Linked DNA regions of Sus scrofa: region 2 is linked to region 1. The links are chromatin contacts, called in public HiChIP or PLAC-seq maps. All regions are on one chromosome and are shown on one strand. The core of a region is the stretch at or near the end of the contact, and the rest is flanking DNA. Distances in the headings are between cores, read along the strand shown.

Evidence for each region. HiChIP or PLAC-seq counts read pairs in DNA pulled down with a chosen protein or histone mark.
Region 2: a contact with region 1 is called in an H3K27ac HiChIP or PLAC-seq map of alveolar macrophages. The contact joins the promoter of RECQL5 here to the promoter of WBP2 in region 1. A contact is called at or near these places in 1 of 5 promoter capture datasets (liver) and 1 of 2 datasets of contacts at active chromatin or transcription factors (alveolar macrophages).

Annotation. Positions count from the first base shown.
Region 1 is chr12:5,563,695-5,566,394 of Sscrofa11.1, reverse strand. It overlaps WBP2 (WW domain-binding protein 2), which reads right to left and starts at 1,283. Exons shown (of 9, transcript XM_003131191.5): 1 at 1,127-1,283. The coding sequence starts at 1,185.
Region 2 is chr12:5,731,005-5,733,704 of Sscrofa11.1, reverse strand. It overlaps RECQL5 (ATP-dependent DNA helicase Q5), which reads right to left and starts at 1,369. Exons shown (of 20, transcript XM_021066624.1): 1 at 1,187-1,369; 2 at 414-545. The coding sequence starts at 531. It overlaps SAP30BP (SAP30-binding protein), which reads left to right and starts at 1,459. Exons shown (of 11, transcript XM_003357968.4): 1 at 1,459-1,644. The coding sequence starts at 1,539.

The DNA of each region.
Region 1 (2,700 bases), core at 34-2,533:
CAGCTTCCTTCACAGGGGAGAGGTGAGTGGGGAAAAGGACTGGAACCAGAAAAGAGCAGCAGAGCTCAGAGAAAAGAGGTCATTGCCAGGAAGAGTCGGACCTGGCAGACCCTGGGCAGGTGAGATGGAGGAAAAGTCAGTATTCTGAGGTCTGGGGCTCCCTAGGAACCTCCTCTGACTCATCAAGCTTTCCAAGGCGACAGCTCTGGGTTGGGTACTGCCTTAGCCAGCTATAGGCTCTGGTCCCACCAAACCTCGTCTGGGGGCTCAGATTCCTCTGCTCCTTCAAGAGGCGCTTTAGGGTCAGCCTAGCTCAACCAGAGCTGGCTGGTCTCATTCTCAATGCCGTCCAAGGAGAGAGAAAACTGACTGCGGATGGATAGGAAGAACCTTGATGTGGAAGACCTCTCTCTGGGAGTGATCCAAGCCAACAGGAAATCAGTAACCTGTCTGTCTGTCTGCAAAGACAGAGCTTTACAGAAAATGTTTTCGACATATGACAAATATTAATTACGTAATTTCACTTCTGGGCCTCGGTTTCCTATCTGGAAACTGAGCAGTTCCGGAATATACCGGAAGGCTACATACTGACAGTTAAGCCTACTGACTCTGGAATCAGACTCCTCTCCTGGTACTTTCAGCTCTGTGATTTCAGGCAAGTTACTTAACCTCTCCGTGCCTCACTATCTCGGCATGTAAATGCGTAGAGTAATAGCATCTGCCGAACAGGGCTCATGTACTTAAGCAGGTAAAAGAGGCGCCATCTCTGACTCATAGTAGCATAGTAAATACCCACGAAATGGTAATTATTTTTTGCCAAAGGCTCTCCCCATTTCTAAAGTCACCTACTCTGGGAAAAGGGCTCAAGAACTACCCGCAGGCCCCATGTGTCTCTCCGTACCCGGTCCCCGTCCAGCCGCCCCACCCTCACCCACAGCTGATCGCTACACCCCCGGCGGCTCCCTCACGACCCACCCACCTTCCTCCACCCCGCCCCCAGCCGTTACCCCCCATCCCCCCGTCAGGTCCCGTCTTCACGGGTTTACTTCCCACCGTCGACCGCCCAGCGCCTACACCCTCCACAACCGCCCTGCGGTTCTCCAGGGTCCTTGCGCAGTGTTTTCACCTCTCGGTGTTGTTGACGATCACTCCGCCGCCCTCCGAGTGATTCTTGTTGAGCGCCATGGTCTCTCGGAAAAGGGTCCCGAGACTCGACTCGAAACGCAGTGCGCTTGCGCCCTTCTTTGGCCCCGCCCCTAGTGGCGTCGTTCGTATTAGAGTCAGCCAATCACAGCTCTTGCGCGGAGGTTGGCCCTACCACCTGATCCGGCCATCACGTGCTAATAGTTTACTCCCGCTCCCCTCCCCGCTAGTTTCGCCTGCATCACAAACAAGTTCGAGACTACAATTCCCAGAAGCACTGCTCGCCCACCTCGACCTCTCCCTAGGCTAGTGGACGGACGCATGCTGGAACTTGTAGTCTCACAGACTCTAGGCGTGGATTGACTCCACTAATTGCATAACTCATCAGCTTGCGCACTTCCCACCCTCTTCCACCCAGTCGACCAAAGGACTGAAATAAACAGTTGCGCGAGTCACAGAGGAGTTAGTCATAAAGGCCCTGGACGTGAAGGCTGCTGTGTGCAGCGGTGACCGTTTACTGGGGCACCTTCTTTCAGCCCACGAATGTTTATTTTCTTATTTTTATTTTTTAGGGCCGCACCTGCGGCATATGGAGGTTCCCAGGCTAGGGGTCCAAGTGGAGCTGTAGCTGATGGCCTACGCCACAGCTCACAGCAACAACAGAGCCCCACCACTGAGCGAGGCAGGGGATCGAACCTGCCTCTTCATGGACACTAGTTCGGCTTGTCAACCACTGAGGCATGATGGGACTCCCCACAAACGTTTAGGGAACGCTTTCTACATGACTTTGTCCCTCCTTCCCCCGCAGCCCAACCCACTTAAGTAACCGCTGAGATATATAGATGAGTGCAGGACCCAGTCTTTGTTCCAGGATGTGATGGGCTGGCTGACTGGCAGAAGGGAATCCGGAAAAACTGCCTTCTCTTCCAGGAAATCAAAGCCACACCCTCCGAGGTGGGCGGTGAGACTCACCGCGCTGGGAGAGGAACCTGGGTCCAGCGGCCACACCTCACCGCCGCCTCCACCACAGCTGGCCTCGCGTGGCGCTGCTCCCTCTAGAATGTTCAGGCTTTGCAATTGGGCTCCCCAGCATTTTCCAGGCCAGAAGATTTAAACCAGAATTCAAGTAACTGAATGGATCTGGGCACAATGCAAGACGGGGAGCTTACAAAATAGGGCTGATCATCGTGACCCAGCACTACTACCCCCTCGGGGGGGGCGGGGGGGGAGCCCCTGTGGTTGTGTAAACTCCCCCACCTCTGAGGTGAATCTTTGTGGGAAATGTGGGAGGGGGGTGTCCCACCTGGCAGTGCTGGTGCATCTTTAATCTTAAGTGATCAGAGTTGGATTTTAAGCAGACAGCTGATTTCCTGACAGATAGTGTCCCACGGTGGGATCCACCTGCCTAATTTTCCTTTTGAGTCAGATTCCCTAGGTGAAGGATGAAAAACTAGAAAATATTATGAAACAGGGACCAGCCCCTGGAGGTCTTGTGCAAAACCAAGTTGGACCTTGCAGAATACGTGCAAGGAAGAAGTGCATCATGGACATGATAAA
Region 2 (2,700 bases), core at 120-2,619, 170 kb before region 1:
TACACCAACAAATGAGAATGGAAATTTACGAATTGTTTCCAAAGATAACCTTAGCTCTGACTATGAATATAAGAGGCAAAACAGCTGGGTGGTTCTGCCAATAAAACTGCAAGTTTGGGGGAGTTCCCTGGTGGCTCAGCAGGATAAGGATCTGGCGGTGTCACTGCTGTGGCTCAGGCGCAATCCCTGACCCCGGAACTTCCACGTGCAGCCAAAAAGAAAGAGAGAGAGAGAGAGAGAGAGAGAGAGAGAGAGAGAAAGCTTCAAGTTTTGGGTGACAGGTCTGTAAGATCTCCAAAACCAAACATGGCCCAAGGGTGGGAAGGTAAGAAGGGTCAAAAAGAAGGCGTTCTTTGGTGGTGTTAGGGGACAGCCAGCACAAGTGTAAACACAGGCAGTTTGGTTAATATTACCTTTCACTACAGCCATGATCGCACTCTCCTGTAAAGGCGTCTTAAAAGAGTCAAACCCAAAGACCTTCTTCAACGTGCTCCGGACGCGACGCTCAGGGTCAAAAGGGTGGGTGCTCATCTTACCAATAGACAGTGGCCAAATGTTAAGGCAAAGGTGATGATCCTATGGTTGCAACAAGAACCCCCTGTTCTGCTTTTCAAAGACTGCTTATTTTTTCTGAGTAAAAATTTGCTTTTTTTCTTTTTTTGACCAGACTCCTGGCATGTGGAACATCCCTGGTCAATAATCAAATCTGAGCTGCAGCTGCAACCTACGCTACAGCTGAGGCAAAGCAGGATCCTTAACCCACTGCGCCACGGCAGGAACTAAATTTGCTTTGTTACACTCGAACGATATATTATTTTCAAGAAATATAGCTCCGGGTGAACAGCCTCCAGCAATACATTCCTAGGTAAATGACATCTCCATTCTTACGCTCAGTGAAAATAACACATCGAACTATGCCAGGCCCCAGCATAGCACAGAGCTGGAAATTAGATCACGAGAAGAAGCACAAATGTCTTCGGAAGGATTTGGAGGAAGTGGAATTATTTTTCTATGACCCACCCTTTGCTCTACAAGCACAGCCATGAGGACCACTCTTCCCCCCAGGACCCCGACACCTTCTTCCCAACCCCCAGAGGAAAGCTCTTCCTTCATCCTCCTCTGAGCCTCAGATTCGCTCTTTTCTCCCTTCCCCAGCCAAAGCCTCCCTCTCTTCACCCCAAGATATCAGAGCCGGCAGTGGGCTCCCAGGGGCGAAGGGCTCTTGTCGGGCCGCTGCTGCCCACGGGCTCGGGAACTACTCGAAGACCCCCATAACCCTCAGGTAACCCTGAGAAGCCAAACCGCTGGGACTGCAATGTCAGGTAAAACCCACTTAATCCTGAATCCGTCTCGCAGTGATGACGTTCTGCCGGCGCGGGGATGAGGGGCGGAGCCAAGCGCGGAAACGGCCTTTTTGATTGGTTCTCTGTCTGAAACAGGCGCGGGGTCTCCTGGGATCCGGAAGAAGTCGCCTTTCTGCACGGAAGTCGGCTTTTTGGAGTCATAGAAGTGAGGCGCGCCGGGTGTGCGGGAATAAGATGGCGGGGAAGAAGAATGTCCTGTCGTCTCTGGCAGTTTATGCGGAAGATTCAGAGCCCGAGTCTGACGGCGAAGCTGGAGTGGAAACGGCAGGCAGCGCGGCTGGTGAGTAGGGAGCTAGAAGGGGGGAAATCGGGTGTCTGCCCTGAATGATGCTTCCCTAATAGGGCGGGAGGGAAAGAGGGAGTCTTTGTGCCCCAAGCATCGGGCGCCGGAGCCCCGGAGGGTGCTCAGGGTCCTGGGCTAGACCGAGCGTTAGATGCTCTTTTGTAAGAATGGACCGTCTCCTTCTGTTGATTCGATTATCCTGTCGGAACCTATTGAAAGTCTTCTCCGTACTGGGCATCATACCGGGGAGAAGGGTGGACCAAGGGTGGAGAGGATCCAAGGCTTCTGAACCACTGCATATTTTGTCCGGGCTTATTGTTTGGTGGAGGAGAGCGAAACTTTTAATTAGTAATGTACCCTAGACGTGTCTCGGAGCTTTTAAAATGACACGCATCCGGTCTCCACTGTCAAAGAGAGTAATTCTGTACATCTGGGGAAGGATCTGAGCATTTGCGAGCTTTCCAAGGCTCCTTGGTGATTCCATTACTTTGTGAGTTGTCAAAGCCCACCAGTGATTTTGTTGCCCTGCTCAGGTTGAGAATCACGTTACTAGGAAGTGAGAGCAGATTTTTATGGCAGTATAGAGAGGCAGCAAATTACCCAGTGTATCTGGACCTTGGTTTCCTCATCTGGAAAGTGAGGGAGGATTTGGCCTCGTTTAGCTTCTCATAGTTTTGTGTGGTCTTTGCCTGTCAGGAGGCTCTCTGGTGGTTTCTTGGTAATTTGTATTGTTTGGGGGGGGTTGCTGATGTTTGGGGTTTTTTTTAAACATAGAAAGAGATTTTGTTTCTCAAGTAGGTATAAATGGGGAACCTCTCGAGGTGGCCCCTGTTCAAGGTCCTGTTCCTAGGGGAGGACATTTGAGTCCTGATCTTGTAAGAAAAGACAAGTTCATTGGTGCCTGGGATACAAGGTAGACATATGCAGATCGAAAGAGATGCTTGACGTGGTACAATAGTTCAGAGAAGGGAAGGCTTCCGTTGGCATAATGGATGGCTTGGAAGCACTGGAAATGGAATTTAATGTTACTCGGTGTTCTTCCCTGTTCTTGTA